Linked DNA regions of Mus musculus: region 1 is linked to region 2. The links are chromatin contacts, called in public Hi-C maps. All regions are on one chromosome and are shown on one strand. The core of a region is the stretch at or near the end of the contact, and the rest is flanking DNA. Distances in the headings are between cores, read along the strand shown. Region 1 overlaps Hivep3 (human immunodeficiency virus type I enhancer binding protein 3). Region 2 holds the start of Hivep3 (human immunodeficiency virus type I enhancer binding protein 3).

Region 1 (5,315 bases), core at 1,987-4,486, 38 kb before region 2:
ACATCGGAAATGAAAAGCTAGACTAGAAGGTCTCGCTGATTCTTACAGGTCTGGACTGTGGGTCTGATTGTATACACCACCATCAATGCCCAGCAACAGAATGTTATGCGCACACTCAAAGGTTGTAGGGATGCCCAGTGAGTAGTATATAAAGACTACTACTTAAGGTAGAGAAAGGACAGTCATTCTGACCTTCACCCTGATGTGCCGTATATGCGGGTTCTATATATGTACATATAACGCCCAGGGGAACAGCAAGCTGTGAGAAGCTCCATAAGAAAACCACACTAATGACAGTTATCGCTGAGCTCTTGGCACATCACATGGACCGTGGAAAGGGGGCTGCTGTGCTCTCCTGCTCTGGGTTAGCAGTGATCAGGCTTCCTTAGGGGCTGGCCTCAGCCAGCCTGTGAAAACAACTGGAGTTCAAAACAATATCACCTTGAACAAAATTGATGTTCAAGGAATATTTTCATTATTTGACAATTAAGTCAATCAATGGAAAATTTCAGTGAGTTACTAAAGGGTTAGTGGGAAATTGCAAGAAGGTACAACTTGCAAAAGCACAAAAACCTCAAATCCACGAAATTCAAAACCTTGCCAAATGGATGTTTGGCCCAAGAATGCCAACAAACAGTCCCTCTGCACTGAGAATAGTTTTTAAAATAAAAACTTGTAAAGTTTTCATAAGAACCAACTCTATTGAGGTATAATATATTCATATACACAGTAAAAATACATCAAACAGCTGGGTAGTTTTTGATAAATGTCTATACTTATTCATCCATTACCCTAATTAAGAAATATAAATATCAATTCCATATGGATATTACTATTTCCATGACCCCAGAAAAATCCCCCCCCTTTGGTTTCTCCTTGCTTTTAATTCCCCTCAGGCCACCCTAAGGCAACCAACCCCATCTGGCTCCCTGCCCAGATAGGTTAGTTTTGCCCCTAACTGGGAACACACAGTACGCACTCTCCTGAGGGGCTGTTTTCAGCATGGCTCTCTGGTAGGCCAGGCATGTCTTTGTGTATGTCCTTGGTTTTTCTCCTCTTTATCACTGAGCAGTATTTCTTCATTTGTATGCCCTGAAAGTTGCTTGGTGTCCCCTGGTGGGTTCCGATCCAGACGTTTCCACGTTTGAACCATCATGAATAAAACTCCTGTGGACATCTCTCTGCAAACCTTGTGCCACTGTGCATGTGCATGTATCCTGGAGAAATGCTGACTCGTGTGCTGTGTGTGTTTTACTTTGTAAGAGCCTGCCAGATGTCTCCTGGGTAATAGAAAGCATCAAGTGATTCGCTGAAAGCACTTACGAGATTTTAAAAACATGAGAAGAGCTGAGCAGGGCGGCACTGAACTGCACACATAAGCACAGTGGAGCTGCCTTGTTGAGTGCTGGCAGGCGCTCCCATGCAGGGTCCTCTCAGGACAGCCCTCACCTTGACTCCTTCACTGTAAAATGGCTGCCTTTGGGCATCCTCCCTCAGTCTGCCTGTAGAGGCAGTCTTGGTCAATTTGCCACTCACAGACTTTTCTAGAAATGTCAGGACTTGGAAAGCCCACTCAGGAGCCCAGCCCTTAGAACAGCTCCTTGAATGTGAGAACCTGGCACCTCTGTCCTTGGTGAAAGGCAGGAGAAGTCTTTACCATCACATCATGACCAGGAGACTGGGTGTTTACAGGACTGTCCCTCTGCCTTATTTCAGAGGTATTCAGTTACAATCTGTAAGGTAATTCCTGAAGCCACTCACTTGTAATTGCATTCATTTGGATTTCCTATATTCTTTCTGATTTGCCTTTCTCACCCACCCTTTATCTTGGTTGCTGAGAGATAGTCCATCCTCCTTATACCCTCCCAGGATGCTCTCCACGTTCAGATAGGGAGAAGAGAGGAGAGATAGCACATGCAGTTGGTGAGAACTTTATAAGGTCTCAAAAGGCAGGGGAATTTAAAGGAACCCAGGAGTTTAGAAGCTAAGACAGAAAAGATCAAGCCTCAGATTCACAAGGCATGAGACAGCCTCTGAGACACAGATGCCCTGGGTAAGATGTCCACTATGGGACTCCTTGCCTTCTACCATTGCCCTTCCCCAGCTTAGAAACTGCTGGATGGAGATGACTTGGGAGGGACAGTGGCCCCACTGTCGGAAAACAGCATAAAGACTCGGGGACTACAAGCTATGTTAGATTCAACAACACACTGTAATAGGCTCACAGCAGACACACCTGGAAGGACGGTGGCTGGTTTTACAGATGAAAATACAGGGGTCAGGTGGGTGGCGGTGATGCATGCCTTTAATCCCAGCACTGAAATGGGGATGGGGGTTGGGGGTTGGGGATGGGAGGGCAGAGGCAGGTAGATCTCTGAGTTTGAGGCCAGCCTGGTCTACAAAGCTAGTTCCAGGACAGCCAGGGTTACAGAGAGACACCCTGCCTCAATAAACAAAACAAGGAGAGGAGAACAGGAGAAGGAGGGGGAGGAGGAAGAAGAGGAAGAAGGGAGACAGAGACAGAGAGACAGAGAGAGAACAGAGGTTGCAAGGTCCTGGGATGCCAGTCCTGAAGAGAGCACACCCTCAGCTTTCTCTCAAGTGCAGTGCCTTCTCCTCCTGAGAGAGTTCTCTGTCAGGAAGCCCGCCTCATACGTCCACCTTACTTCGAGAAACAACCTGGTCCCACTAGATGGGCTTCCTTCCCCCTCCTCCTACATACTGCACTGCCCTGGCCAGCCTAGGGGGGCTATGATAGAGGGCAACCTTGGTCTGCCAGTGGGGGGGGGGCCCAGGCATCATGTGTGTGTATGTGGGGGCAGGGAGAGATGGATAAACCCATCCTTTCCTTTCAGGGAGGGAGTGTCAGCTTGCTGTCTGTCTGCTCATGCTGTCTGCTCACTGTCTCCTTGAGTTGTTGTGTGCAAGGCCTCCCTGCCTTCCGGAGTCCTCAGTTCTCTGGGGTCTCCCAATGTCAGCCCTAATCCTATCTCTGTAGTCCTTGGCCTCTCCTACAATAGGCTTCCAGCCACCTAACCCCAGGGCACACAGTTATTTAGAATAATAGCATCAGCTCACGCTCTAGCTTCAAATGTCTACATGACTTCCCCCTTGGACCTCCAGCAAAAGCAAAGCTTCTCCTGGCCTCCGGCTGCCTGGCACCAGGACAGCCCTCTGAAGCCTCCCTTCACCTGGAGCTTCAGGACTCCCCAGCAGCAGGACCTCCCTCCTCAGACTCCGCCCTCCCTGCTCGCATAGTCACATCCGCCTTGCCCCGCCCCACGCCTCTGTGTCCTCACCTCCTGGGAAAGCCTTCCTGGCAGGATGCCCGCCCCACAACTTTCCTTCTCTTTCCTCAGGCTGTGCTCATGTCCTTCCAAATTCTCAGCAAGTGTGCAATTATCTAGTTTTTAGGTTTACTTTGTAAATGACTGTCTGGGCCACTGGAATGCAAATTCCCCATGGTAGGGACTAGGTCTGTCTTCTCCACGGGACACTCACTGGGCAGCCAAGGCATATTTGCAAAATGAACATCTGGGGAGTACGCTCCCCCAAAGTGGACGTGACTCTTCTTTATAGGAAAGTTCACTCTTCAACCCGAGACTCTCTCCCATCTCCTTCTACTCTATAGGAAAGGGGTGTATAGTGGTCTTTTTATGGAAAAAGAATGCAAATGGCCACTGTCAATAACCTTAATGATAGCCTTATGTCATTTTCCAAAACACTCCTGGGATTTTATGACTCTGTAGCATCCTCCATTATGAAGGTTTCAGGAGTCCCAGCAGCGGGCCCCAGAGCAACTGATGGGAGAGAGGTGAGTCCTAGCCAGCTCCCAGGCCCGGGTCCCAGCTTGCTGCTTGGTAATGGTCGAAGTCAGCAGGCCACCTGTGCTTCTTCGCCTGTGAACCAAGACTGAGAACGCTTCCCAAGCTCCTTTCTTAAGGACTTAAGGACGGGACGCATTCATGTTTGTAAGTTCCTTAGAACCACGGGGGGGGGGGGGGGGAACAGAGTACCTGACAGGCACGCATACTACCATCCCTGATTGTCGCTGTTGCTATTACCCTAGGTCTCCTACCACCCCAAGCAGAAATCTTTCCTCTTGAAAATGAAACATATGCTACCTAGTATTAAATGTCACCTCATATGCCCAACTCAGACTAAAATGGTGTACTCTAGCCAACCAAATCCAACTAAGCACCAACCTTCATAGGATGAATCCTCGTATATATAAGTTATGCTCTCCCTGCTTTGTGTGTACACAAAGTGTGTACACACATGCAGGTGCAGGTACATGTGTATACCCCATGTATAAATATGGAGGCCAGAGGTCAGTGTCAAGAGTCGCCATCATTTGCTCTCCATCCTATTTTTTTGGTGGTGTCTCTCAGTGAACCCAAAGCTCATCATGTGGCTCTGTTGCCTGGCCAGTGAGCTGCAGGGACCCACCTGTCTCCACCTCTCCAATACTGGAATTACAGATGTGTGTTTTCATGCTCAGCTGTTTCTGGGATGCAGGGGATCTAAATCCAGGTCTTCGTGCTTGCACAGCAAATACATCATCTACTGCAGCCTTGCCCCAGTCCCTGCACTCCCTACTTCTTAGTGGGTTCTGATAAAATGTGATTATCATTGGAATATATGGTCCTGTGTGGCCACAAATACCAGGGGACCAGCAGGCTGAGGCTCTGCAGGCCTGGTCCAGCTTCTCTTGCACTCAATCGCTCACAAGGCATGAAAGTCCATGGGCTTTGCTATCTTTATCCTCTGGGTGTGGAAGGTCTTCTGCAATGAGAGGTTACCATAGTTCTAAAGAGCCAAATGGATGTTTACTGCCAGCTCCTAAACTTCTTTACTTTTGGGAGGTAGAAGGGGTTAATAACATTACCACTGACCCAGAGGAATGGTTTAACCTGTGTCTATAGGCAGGGTTCTGCCTTCCCCAAGCTCTGCCAAGCCCCTCCCCAAAGACAATCAGGTCACACATGGGGAAAAACCTCTTCACTCTGTACAGAGGGCATTCCTCCCTGAGAGGACTTGTTGGGCTGATGGGCAGGTCACCGAGGGCTGAGGGCTGCTCTGCCTGGCATTGGTGCAACCACAAGGCAGGAGAGCCTTTGAAGCTGTGGCATTTCTAAGTTTGGGTTTACAAAGACACCATTCTTCCTCATAGCTATTCACACCCTGATCCAAACCATTTCAAGTGAACTCAATTTCCTTCAATAGAAGGCTATTTGAAGACACAAAACCATATTTGTGAGCGAATTCTAGTATTCTGTTTGCAGAGTCTACTCCATCCATGCGCTGGTCCAGGT
Region 2 (5,451 bases), core at 679-3,178:
GGAACAGATAAGGAACATGATCTCGGTCTCTATATTAAGAGCTCTGTGGACTGTGGGTACTTTACAGAGTTGGGTGGAAGGGAGAACTAAACTCTCCTGCCTGCAGAGCTCCTCACAGGACAGCTATCCTCCTACCTTGTAAAACCTCCAATATTGCAATGCAAGGATGGAAAGGGCATCCAGCTCCCAAGGCTGCACTCAAGCAGATCCACCAACATGGGGCTCGCTCCACCCCAGAGAAAAACTCTCCACAGCGAGCAGGACAGACTTTTCTTTGGCCCTTCCTCTGGAGGCACCTAAGTGGCTACCCTAGACCCAGTGTCCTTTATCCTCTTGAGTTAGGAACCTGAGGGCCCCGCAGAGGTGGCTATATCCTTCTCCATGAACAGAGAGGGGTGAGATTACAACACAAAGTTCAGACAAGCATCACCTGGGCAGAAATCAGTGGGAAAGTTTGAGATCAACACCAACCCAATTCTGAGACCTCTGTCCTCAAGCAAGAATCCTGCTCTTTGCCTGTGTTCTTGACCCTCAAATTGTTCAAATGATTCTTCCTTGTCCCCACATGCTTCCTGCTGTCATCCCACACATAATTACATAAAGACATTATAAACAACAAAAGCACCCAACTTGAGTGCAGAGGGCTGATGCTAGTATTTGGGCACTGGGTCTGATCATTAGTTGGGATTACATAATTACATAAACATGGGTTGGAGAACACTTCTGTAGAGGTTAGTTCAACAAATGCCTTGTTCTCATTCTCCCATCCCTCCACTCCCCACCCCCACCCCAACAACAGAAGGCAAGCCTGGGTTAAAAAAAAAAAAATCAAAACATGCCTGATATCTCCGGGGCACCTGGCTACCGCCTTGCAAAACCAAAGGCTGCCAGAACTTTTGAGATGCAAAGCACAAAGAGGACCACAGTACCACTCCTCTAAGCCAGCAGGCTCTTGTGCAAACATTGTCCCCAAAGTTCAAGGGCAGGTCAAGCCACAGAAAGGGTCCTGACCCTGACAAGCAGTATAAACCAAACCAGCCAGCTTCAAGGAAGTCCATACAGATCTCTGAGTTCCTCTACTCCACTACTTCTGTCCCAGCCACCAGTCTGGTTGCCCATCACCTCCCCAGGGGCCGTTTGTCACCAGCAGTGTTCCCATTTTAAAATATGGTGAAATGTGGGACATCTAGGAAGGGGCACCTGCTTTATTAGTGACAGGGCAAGACATTCCCCCAACCCCCACTCCCACTTCAGTTTGGTGTGGTGTAGTGTGCTTTGGGGAGAGGACTGACAAGGTGTGATTCTCCCCTCACCCCCCACCCACCCCCGTGGAATCGTTTTCAGGGGGTGGCAGGATTGCGAGCAGGGAGAAAAATCTCTCCCTTCGGTCCTGGCACCCAGCATCAGACCAAAATGATCCTTCTACCAAGCACTTAATAGACATCTCTGGGGCCTGACCCTTCCTAGAGCAGCAGCCTGGCCCAGGAGCCAGGTCTGCAGCGCAACGCAGCCGAGCTATCGCGGGGGGCGCGCGGCGCGCACAGGGTTACAGCCCAGCCACGGCTGCGAGTGATTGACGCGCGGGGGTCACTTGAGGTTCGCGCTCCCCCAGCCAGGCCGAGCGCGCAGACCACCGCGCACACTGTGGCCACCCTGCCAGCCCCGCCACCCAGACACCTGGCGTGAGAAAGGCAGCGACAAAATGGAATCCCAGCACTGTGGCACTTCCCGGTGGCGGCCGCGGGAGAAAACACAATCAGGGAAAAATAAAGCGCAAGGAATCCATCCGCGGAATAAAAACCCAGAGTCCCCTACCTTCAGCCTTGGGGTAGCAAGCTGGTCCTGTGTGTTCTCTGACCCACGGATCCAGCACCCTTCTTCAATTATTCCGGTCAGTCGGGATATTGTGCATTTTTTTTCATAAACACCTGTTTCAAGTAAGGGGTAAAGACCTTATTGAAGGAATTGCTCTTAAGAAATAACCTGTGCGTATGTCTGTCCATCCAGGCGTGCATGCGTGTTTGTATACACACATATGCACACGGAATACTCATGTACACTGGAGCACCAAACTAGGCAGGGGGATAATGGGAGAGTCGGCTGGTGGTGAGCATGCTCGCGCCGGGAACAGATCCACCCTCTGTTATTCCTCTGAATAAATATAAATCACGATCAGAAACCCAAACAGAAGCATCCCTCTTGAATTCCTGCTGGAAACACGGAATAAATTCAGCCCGCAGACACAGAATCTAATCAGCAGCTGCTTTCTGAATCCAGAGCCAACCCATGCCCCGCTTGTCTTTTCCACTAGGAGTCCAGACCTTTTTTTTTTTTTTTTTTAAGGGGTTTTAACCTTTTAAAGATACAGTACACCAATTATCACTTGAATAGCATGGCTGGGAATACTGAAAGAAGGCAGGCAGCACCAGGCCTATTGCCACACAGGGCAAATAGCAGGCAGTAACAATGTTCATTGACATCCATATATCTGCACACATGGATAATACATTACATGGTGGGAGAAACATATGCAAATACAGGATATATGCGAAGCACATGTTTGTTGCATGATGGGCTTCCCAATGATGAATAGCACTGCACATGAACACTTCTAAACATTCATGTTTAATAGGTCAGACTCTCGGCAGACTTTTCAAAACAGGGGTCACCCCTCTGGGGTCCCTTATTGCTCCTGAAGGGCCAGAGTGTCACTGCTGAAGGCAGTGAAGTGTCTACTGAAGCTCACCCTCCACCTCCAGCTTAATCCCAGAGCATGCCTCCCTGCCCTGCCCTGCCCCGCCCCGCCCCGCCCCGCCCCGCCCCGCCCCGCCCTGCCCTGCCCCGCCCTGCCCTGCCCTGCCCTGCCCTGCCCTGCCCTGCCCTGCCCAAGTCTCAGGGAACTGAAAGGTGTTCCCAGCCCACAGGATGGTTCTGGCACCATTTCTGATCCACCTTGAGATTCAGCCCCAGTTCCCGTTCTAGGACAGGTTTTCTTCTACTTACATCGGAAATTGAAACTGCCACCTGGGCTTTGGTATTTGACTATTCTGATCTGGCTCCTCTTTACATTTTTGTTAGCAAGGTTTCATTGCTGTCATTGTTCTGTTTTTAACTTTTTTGGGGGGGGCGGGGTCTGGGGGGGGGAGGTTGGAACAAAGTTGAGCATGAAGGTTGAACAACAGTGCAGGGAGATAAACCACCCCCAGCCTAAACTGTGCATGCCAACTACTTCAGCCACCCAGATGGCATCTAATCCAGTTTTGTTTTAGCTTTTAAAGAGGTACCACTGAGAAAAAACAAAAAGTAACTTTACTCTTACTTGAAAGGAAGAGCCTTATTTCAAGCCAAGAGCCCCAGAGGATCATCCCGGGCATGCTACCTGCCTCCTGCTCCTGACCATCAGCAGGCTCCTCCATCACTCTGTGCCTAGGGCCACTCTAGGACAGGTCCCTCCAGCTCTAGCCCCAGCTCTCATTTCCTCTTCTGGTCCTGCCAGGCAGACCACTGAAACCCATGCCTGGCTCTCTCTTACCTAGCCCTGTTTGCCTCACCCTCCCAGCCAAAACCAGCCCCCTCCCCTCCCAGACTCTTTAGAGAAAATTATCATATTTCATGTGTCATCGTCCTGGCTAGCTGAGTCTGTCACTGATTGGTTGGGCACTGGCAGCCGGAAATGTCACCAGCCACACAGCATGGAGCTAGCTCTCCTGTGGCTACCACAGACCTGAGCTTAGGAGGCTTGGTGACAAGGCACAGACCTACCACAGGGAGCCTGTCACTCTTCTCAAAGCCTCTCTTCTACCCAGACCTGGGGAGGGGGGGGGTGCAAAGGAGGCAGGAGTGTCTGCCACTGTGGTGTTAAAGGAAGAGGAGCCGCATGTTGTGAAAAAATGAAAGATGTCTCTATCCCTGGTGAAAGATCCAGGAAGAGTTCCTGACGAAAGCATTCTTTCTTCACATTAAAAAATCAGGAAGACTCGAGAAAACAATTTTTATTTTCTGCTGCTCCTCTCCCTCTAACACTACAGCATCAAGCAAGAATCATAATATGGTCAAGCTGTCAGGAATTCAGAAGGAGATTTGGGCCCTCTCCAAATCTCTTTTAAGGGCCCAGCTCTCAATTGCCCCTGCTTGGCCTTCATGCACTCTGAAGCCCACAGCTTTTTAAGACTCAGTTGTCTTTGTAGAGACCCACAGGAGCCTTGTCTTCTGCAGATTTAAAGCAACTCAGCTCCACACTTCAGTCATACCTCATCCTGTTCTCTGCCAATGCTAAGCCCCATCTCTCTAGCTAGAAGCTCTAGACTCCTCCCCTAATTCCACATATAGGCCATTGGTTTGGTGAATGATAAAGGGGGCTCCTATGTTTTCTTGTTCATTACCCCCCCCCAAAAAACCACTTATGTGACCAAAATGTCAGTGGTCCTAGTGGAAACCAAAGGATTGTACCATCAAGATGTAGGCATTTGAAAGAGTAAAAGATTCAGAGTCGTGAGGTGCGGGGCAGGAAAGTTTGTGAAGATTCTGCACAGACCTTGAAGAAGTCATTGCATAGGTTCCCAGGAAAGGGTCCTAGAAGGTTCAGGCTCAGAAGATGGAGGCTGGAGGACGTTTATGGGTATAAAGAAATGCAGAGACAGATCAGGTCATGGGGAGCAAGACCAGCTCACTAAAGACAGAATGGCTAGAAACGGAAGCTTTTTCAGAGCTTCTTTGCAAATTGGGAATTTTGTTCCTGATATAAGTAGGAACTAAAAATGAGGAGGAGCAGGCAGGGTAGGTAGCAGCTCCCTTGGAGGCCACTAAAAATACTCCACATATGCACACAGGAACACACACACACACACACACACACACACACACACACACACACACACACACACGAAGGATAAAAGACTTCAGTAACCAGATAAAGCACAGAGCATGTGCAAAGGGGTTGGGATTACCCAGCAGGAGTTCTGAAGGAATAGCAGCACCAAGGAGAAGCAGAAACACAGAAGCAAAAGGCTGTCCCCTTCAGCTGAAGAGTTGGATGCAGGTCACAAGGTGTGCTGGCAGCAGCGTTGTTGAGCAAGCAAACACATTCAGAGATGCAGAACCCCAAGAGCAAAGAGACACAACCACAAACGTACTCAGAAGGGAGAAGGAGCTGACTGCGTAAAAGAAATAAACTCAGAATGACTTTCTGGTCCCCTTCTAAAATGCGGCTCACAGATACACCCGCACAATGCTTACTGGGGACTCCAAAGAAATGCACTGAAACCACACTAGCTGTCACACTAGCATTGCCCTCTGTGTGACGATAAAATAGAGACAGGGCATCACTGGCATACCCTTTATTAAGAAAAGCTTCTGTAGGTAACTTGAAGATCTCTGCTTAAGCAAGGGTGAAAACAGGCCAGGAAAATGAACTCACACAAAGAGAGGTTATTATGTAAGAAATGTAATGTG

The links. A called contact is a pair of places that touch in the nucleus more often than the background predicts.
Region 1: a Hi-C map of colorectal tumor organoids shows a contact between it and region 2, with 1.6 times the contacts expected there. The contact joins the enhancer-like site here to the promoter of Hivep3 in region 2. A contact is called at or near these places in 3 of 39 promoter capture datasets (the 3T3-L1 cell line, the HPC-7 cell line and macrophages), 1 of 15 datasets of contacts at CTCF or cohesin (the NIH/3T3 cell line), 8 of 484 Hi-C or Micro-C datasets (brain, cerebellar granule neurons, cerebellum and 3 more), 5 of 115 datasets of contacts at active chromatin or transcription factors (the HPC-7 cell line, bone marrow-derived macrophages, embryonic stem cells and 2 more) and 3 of 9 other capture datasets (adipose tissue, liver and pancreatic islet).

The regions. Positions count from the first base shown.
Region 1 is chr4:119,850,637-119,855,951 of GRCm38.p6, reverse strand. The region is part of intron 1 of Hivep3 (human immunodeficiency virus type I enhancer binding protein 3); the gene reads right to left. Among named protein-coding and RNA genes, the nearest start is that of Hivep3, 39 kb to the right of the region's middle. Within about 2 kb of position 3,236, at least 23 of the 459 cell types and tissues checked have an H3K27ac peak or open chromatin away from gene starts, as enhancers often do. A contact at or near this core is called in colorectal tumor organoids, where this site is marked.
Region 2 is chr4:119,811,155-119,816,605 of GRCm38.p6, reverse strand. Hivep3 (human immunodeficiency virus type I enhancer binding protein 3) reads right to left here and starts at 1,928. Exons shown (of 9, transcript NM_010657.3): 1 at 1,816-1,928.